Regions from separate parts of the Macaca mulatta genome. Here region 2 is linked to region 1. The links are chromatin contacts, called in public Hi-C maps. All regions are on one chromosome and are shown on one strand. The core of a region is the stretch at or near the end of the contact, and the rest is flanking DNA. Distances in the headings are between cores, read along the strand shown. Region 1 holds the start of FAM216A (family with sequence similarity 216 member A). Region 2 holds the start of VPS29 (VPS29 retromer complex component).

Evidence for each region. A called contact is a pair of places that touch in the nucleus more often than the background predicts.
Region 2: a Hi-C map of fetal cortical plate shows a contact between it and region 1, with 1.7 times the contacts expected there. The contact joins the promoter of VPS29 here to the promoter of FAM216A in region 1. A contact is called at or near these places in 2 of 14 Hi-C or Micro-C datasets (cortical neurons and fetal cortical plate).

The regions. Positions count from the first base shown.
Region 1 is chr11:117,635,765-117,638,968 of T2T-MMU8v2.0, forward strand. It overlaps FAM216A (family with sequence similarity 216 member A), which reads left to right and starts at 1,698. Exons shown (of 6, transcript XM_077955085.1): 1 at 1,698-2,287. The coding sequence starts at 2,196. GPN3 (GPN-loop GTPase 3) reads right to left here and starts at 1,965. Exons shown (of 8, transcript XM_002798775.4): 1 at 1,743-1,965. The coding sequence starts at 1,907.
Region 2 is chr11:117,677,155-117,680,358 of T2T-MMU8v2.0, forward strand. It overlaps VPS29 (VPS29 retromer complex component), which reads right to left and starts at 1,609. Exons shown (of 4, transcript XM_077955088.1): 1 at 1,532-1,609. RAD9B (RAD9 checkpoint clamp component B) reads left to right here and starts at 1,683. Exons shown (of 12, transcript XR_013401392.1): 1 at 1,683-1,866.

The DNA.
Region 1 (3,204 bases), core at 448-2,947:
TGACCTTGAACTCCTGGGCTCAAGTGATCTGCTGGCCTCAGCCTCCCAAAGTGCGAGGATTACAGGCTTAAGCCACCACACCTGGCCACATCACATTGTATCTTAATTGACAGGTCATTATTTGTCTTCCCCAAAAGACTCCAGACTCTGGGTAAGTTAAAGGTCATACGTATCTTAGTTACATGTACATGTTTTTTACTCAGAATAACTCAACAGCTTAGAACAATGTGTTTGTTAAAAACTAAGGCCACACAACACCTCCACAGACTCTAGTGTTTCCCAGTTTTTCTTTTTCTTTTTTTGTGACAGTATCTCTGTCACTCAGGCTGGAGTGCAGTGGCACGATCACCACTCACCACAGCCTCAACCTCCTGGGTTTAGGTAATCCTCCCACCTCAGCCTCCCAAGAAGCTGGGACTACAGGTGCCTGCCACCAGGTCTGGCTAATTTTTGCATTTTTTTGTAAAGACAAGAGTTTCCCCGTATTGCCAAGGCTGGTCCCAAACTCCTGGCTCAGGCGATCCGTCCACCTCCACCTCCCAAAGTGATAGGATTACAGGCGTGAGCCACCACGCCTGGCTATGTTTCCCACACATCTGTTATTTGATCCATATCTTCACCATTCCCACTGTATTTGAATGTTCCTAACATTTCCTTAATATTTGTTTACAAGAAAAAATTTTATCCCTACTGTAAACTGAAAACCAGTTATATTTGACATAACGTGAAGTTAGACATAAAATTATATAAAACTTTTAAATGTTCTTAATTTTAGCTAAATACAAGTGCCTATTAAAAGCTCTGAGACTAAGAACTGCTCTCTGAAAAGACCTGAGGATTAAATAAGTGCTGAAGATACACACTAGCACCGAGCACAATTTCTCCTAAATGCGAAGAACTGAAAGAGAAATGAAAAGGCAACAATTTCCTCAATACATGATCTGATGCTCCTTAATGTTGGGTCCATGTACCACCTAAAAGCACCTTAAATACCAAAAGTCCATGTTCCAAGTTCTGAGAAACAGTAATTAACGAGACCCCACTTTACCCTTCTGGGAGCGAAACAGGGCCGGATTCTGGAGTTTAGACAAAACTGGATTTAAATTTTTTTGCTGGGCAAAGAACTTAACCTTTCTGTGTCTCGTTGTCTGCAAAATGAGAATGAGATCTCTCTCACAGGGTTGTTGTAGAAATCAGCAAGGCGTTTAATCTACTGCCTGGGGCTTAAGTATCCAATAAATATTAACAACTACCATTATTTCCCTTTCAAAACAACAACAAAAAACATGAAGCCAGACAGCATAAATGAGTTGCGTGGGGTCTCAGGGTTCCCAGTACACATACCCGCCGCCTCGCTCCCTCAGGATCCAACCTCCCGCCTCCCATGAACCCCTACTTTTCTCTCCTTGTCCCCTCAGATCCTCACCTTCCCGCTGCCCGCGGGGCCCATGACGAGCTGCGCATACCGAGGCATGTCGGCTCCCGGAGCCGCCCGCCACACTCCCTCAGCCTTCGCGCGACGCCCACTGAGTTCCGGGAAAGTGAAGTGCGAACCAATCGCAATCCACATTCTTTCTACGTCTCCATTTCTACCACACCTCCTTCTACGGGACAGCCCGCGGGCCAAATCCGGTGAGAAAAGCATCCTGAGACAAAAGTGGAGGGGTGAAGGAGATGGTATGCGCGTGCGCAGAAGTAGTTGTTGGAAATCGGCCGTTGGGATGCAGCCTAAGCTTGGATACCTGGGTAATAACGGATAACAGATAAAGCTCCGCATCCTTGAGCCGCGTGCTTCGGTCCGTGGTTTGCGTGCAGACTTTTGACCTATATGGTGACCCTCGCGATTTGCAAATGTGTTGAGGATCTGGAATACTGAAGTGGAAAGCACCTCTTGTTTTGGGGAGCATGTATATTTCCCTCCTGTGACGCACTGCTTCCACAGAGGTGCAAACGTGCAAACGCTCAGCTACCGCAGCGCTCCTGCCCCTCCCCCACCGTAACTCCGGGGTCGCGGATCTGCCCGCCCCGCTCTCCCGAAGCTCTTCGGGTAGTGTCCGAACGGCTTCGGAGGGGCGAGAAGCCGGCATCTGAACCGCCTCTCCGGAATACCAGCCGCCTGACGCACGCGTGCTGTCAGGGAAGGGACGCTGGGACAGCTGCTCCCGCACACGGCTCGCGGTCTCGGCGCCGCGGAGATGCCGGGCCAGGGTCCTGGGTCCGACTGGACGGAGCGTAGCTCTTCTGCAGAGCCGCCCGCAGTGGCCGGGACCGAGGGTGGCGGCGGCGGGTGAGGTTGGGGGCCCCGGGGCAAGGGGTGGCAGCGTGGGGCCCCCGGGTCGTGAGCCCCGTGAGGAGGGCTGCGGCCGGCCGTGCGTCTCGGGCTGGCTCCGGTGCCCTCAAGTGAGAGGCGGGGAACAGTTGTGTTGTGGACGGGAGGGAAGAGGGGAGGACTGCCTCGCGGTTGAGGGAGGGCCTCTGAGGGAAGCCTCGGAGAAGCGTTTGGTGCAGTGGCCACGAGGTGACTGCGACAGTCGCCCGCGTGCATCTCTCTGCCCCGAGGGGGCGCTGCGAGCCCTACTGGGACATTTGCTGTCTGGCACAGGACGGTGTGTCCACCGAAAGGCGAGGCGGCGGGAACAGAGGAGGAAGATGTCCCCCAGTTCAGCTGGGGGCGTCCAGGCCCATAAACTAGTTCCTTCCCTCTTGTGACATGAGCCACCTTTCTGTCAAACGGGGATTTCTTTCTTTTTGTTTTCTTTTTTTTCTTTTCTTTTCTTTCTTTTTTTTTTTGAGTGTGAGACAGAGTCTCGCTCTGTTGCCCAGGCTGGAGTGCAGTGGTGCGATCTCGGCTCACTGCAACCTCAGCCTCCTGGGTTCAAGTGATTCTCCTACCTCAGCCTCCCGAGTAGCTGGGATTACAGGCGCCTGCCAACACTCCCGGCTAATTTTTGTATTTTTAGTAGAGACGCGGTTTCACCATGTTGGCCAGCTTGTGCCGAACCTCTGACCTCAAGTGATCCGCCCGCCTCGGCCTCCCAAAGTGCGGGGATTACAGGGTGAACCATTGCGCCCGACCTCAAACGAGAGTTTCTAATCGCCAGTGAGACCAATGACTGAATATCCAAGGTGCCCTGATCTTGACATTTTTCTTCACATACTGAAGTTCCTTTTTTCACAAATCTATTTCGTCTTGAGCAGGTTTTT
Region 2 (3,204 bases), core at 359-2,858, 41 kb after region 1:
AATCACAGCTCCATTTCAAACAACTGACTTTTTAAGGCACCTTTGAAAATATGATTGCCGGGCGCGGTGGCTCACGCCTGTAATCCCAGCACTTTGGGAGGCCGAGGCGGGCGGATCACAAGGTCAGGAGATCGAGACCACGGTGAAACCCCGTCTCTACTAAAAATACAAAAAATTAGCCGGGCGCGGTTGTGGGCGCCTGTAGTCCCAGCTACTCGGGAGGCTGAGGCAGGAGAATGGCGTGAACCCAGGAGGCGGAGCTTGCAGTGAGCCGAGATCGCGCCACTGCACTCCAGCCTGGGCGACAGAGCGAGACTCCGTCTCAAAAAAAAAAAAAAAAAAAGAAAAAAAAAGAAAATATGATTACAGGCCGGGCACGGTGGCTCACGCCTGTAACCCAGCACTTTGGGAGGCCGAGGCGGGTGGATCACCTGAGGTCGGGAGTTAGAGACCAGCCTGACCAACATGGTGAAACCCCGTCTCTACTAAAAATACAAAAATTTAGCCGGGCATGGTGGTGGGCGCCTGTAATCCCAGCTACTCGGGAGACTGAGGCAGGAGCTGAGGCTTTAATCTGGGCGGCAGAGGTTGCAGTGAGCCGAGATCGCGGCACTGCACTCCAGCCTGGGCGACAGAGCGAGACTCCATCTCAAAAAAAAAAAAAAGAAGAAAAATACGATTACAGCTATAAGGCCTCTCTAGTAGAGGCCCCCAATTTTTATGTAGGAAGGTCTGAGGGGCACCAACCTACTGGGGGTGAAGGGGTGATTGCTTGAAGGTGGCTGGAGACTAGGCAAGTCTCCAACACCGGCATTCTCCCCAGAAAAAATGTATATATTCATAAAAATTTCCTAACAATTTCAAGGAGTTCACACATCATTAAGGAATCCTACCCTAAAGGGGCGTAGCAACCCGTGGAAAGAAGTAGTTCCAGCAATTGCAAGCGCCAAATCCCGCCCTCTGAGCGCACACCTGTTCATTTCAATGGCAGCTGGATGTTATTTCAGGGGCGAAGAGGGTCGTTTATTCCCTTTCCCTAGATGGGAAACTTAAACGGGTACGAAATTCTGCTCGCTACTTCCCGTTCTGCATTCGAGAGGCCAGCTTCCACCACTACACCCCAACCAGCGGGAGATGCTTTTTTGCGGGAAAGGAGTAGGAAACGTCTGGAAACAGAGGAGGACCGTGCCCCTATCCCCGGAACACTCGAGGTATAGAATCAATGGCCTTCCCTGGCTCGGGAGTGCGGGTCTCGTGACAGGTCGGGCAGCTTAGATGGGCCTTTTTACTCTTTGGATGGCCTCTGGCCCCTTGGGGCCGGGATACGAGACCTAGGCCAGCCGCACCCAGAGGTGGCCGCTCCCTTCCTTCCCTAGCCCTCTTCCTGGGCCTTTCCCAGGCCAGCGCGTAGGCCCTGACGCCGAGGCCTCCGGGATTTCCCAATCCCTCCTCCTGGGACTCCCCACAGCTCCCAACAACGCAGCACCCCAGCCGAGAGCCAGGCCTCTGTCGCCACAGCTGCAGCCCTCACCATCCTGTCACCGGGCTCCGCTCAGTCACCACCGCCGCCGCCGCCCTCTTCCTCAGGCTCCTCGGCGACCCGCCTACTTAACCGCAACCAATGAGCACAGAGGGCGACAGAAATTGCCGTACGGAGGCCCACACGGGCCCTTCCCCGCTGTAAAGCAGTTTGGGAACTTGTGGAGGCGGGGTGGTGGAGTGCAGAGACAAGATCGAGAAGCTTCGAAAAGCGCGGGCAACATCCGGGCACCTGGGCCGTCGAGCTGAGGCGCGCCTTCCGGGCCTGCTTTTTAGAGCGTGTGGTAGCCATGCTGAAGTGCGTGATGAGCGGCAGTCAGGTGAAAGGTGGAGCGGCCTTTGTTGTCTTCCCATTTAGCAGAGGGAAAAGCAGACGTTAATAGGTCGTCCCTACCGTCGTCTAATTTTTCCTCTTTGCCTTTATGTGCAAGGACTGAGGACGCACGCCCTGGCCACAGTCCCACCCACTGAAGGTCCTGTTAGCTTCTGAGGGGAGCATGAGGACCCATCTCGTGTTACTTAAAGGCAGATGTAATATGGGTGGTATCCGGGAAATAGGTTTGTACCATGGGGCCACAAACTCGGGAAGCTGAGGACTGCATGGGGAGGAGTTGAGATAAAAAAATAATGCTTGGACAGTAAAAGTATTTTTTGTGCCAAGAGAAAAGCATTAACCTGTTTGGTTTTTTTTCCCCCCAGATTCTACCATTTTTAAAAATGTTTGACCTTGGAAAAGTCACTAAATCTCTTTGGGGCTCGGTCTCTAAAACCGAAACGGGGGTAATGAGCACCTTCGTCACAGAGTTTGTTTGGAGTCAGTGAAATGGAAATGCATGTAAAGAGCCCAGTAATAGCTGGAATGTACAAAAACTATTAGTATTGTAAACGGCGCTTTCAAAATGGAAATTAGGCCGGGCGCCTTGGCTCACGCCTGTAATCCCAGCACTTTGGGAGGCCAAAGTGGGTGAATCACCTTAGGTCGGGAGTTCGAGACCATCCTGGCTAAGATGATGAAACCCCGTCTCTACTAAAAATACAAAAATTAGCCGGGTACGGGGTAGGCTCCTGTAATCCCAGCTACTTGGAAGGCTGAGGTGAGAGGATCGATTGAGCCTGGGAGGTCGAGGCCTGCTGTGAGTTGAGCTCGCGCCACTGCACTCCAGCCTGGGTGTCAAGAGTGAGACTCTCTCAAAAAAAAAAAAAAAAAAAAAATGAACATTAACAGTGTCATACGGGATCAGACTAGTGTGTTTTCCCGCCCTAAATATGTTTTGTGGTGGGGAAGTCTGGCTACCCTCAAACATCAGAGATGTATGTTGAATACCCCTGATTTCTCACTCATGACTTGTTGTGACTTCGATATCAAGCTATTAAAACCTCTTCAGATTATCTTCTCCATGCACTGTTTTCACAGTTTTTGGGGGAGTCAAATACATTTATCTAAATCAACTTGTAAAATATATTAGTATGGAAACTGGTTTGCCACAGTAGCTCCATGTAACACTGTAAACATATAGAAGGATGAATTTCGGTCAGTTTTATCATTTCACATACTACAAATTTATTGAGCCCTTTCTATGTGTCTGGCATTTTGCCAAGGGTATACTGTATAAAAGTAATATAGCATTAGTCTATAAGATACTGTTCTTTTTGAATTTCTCCAGT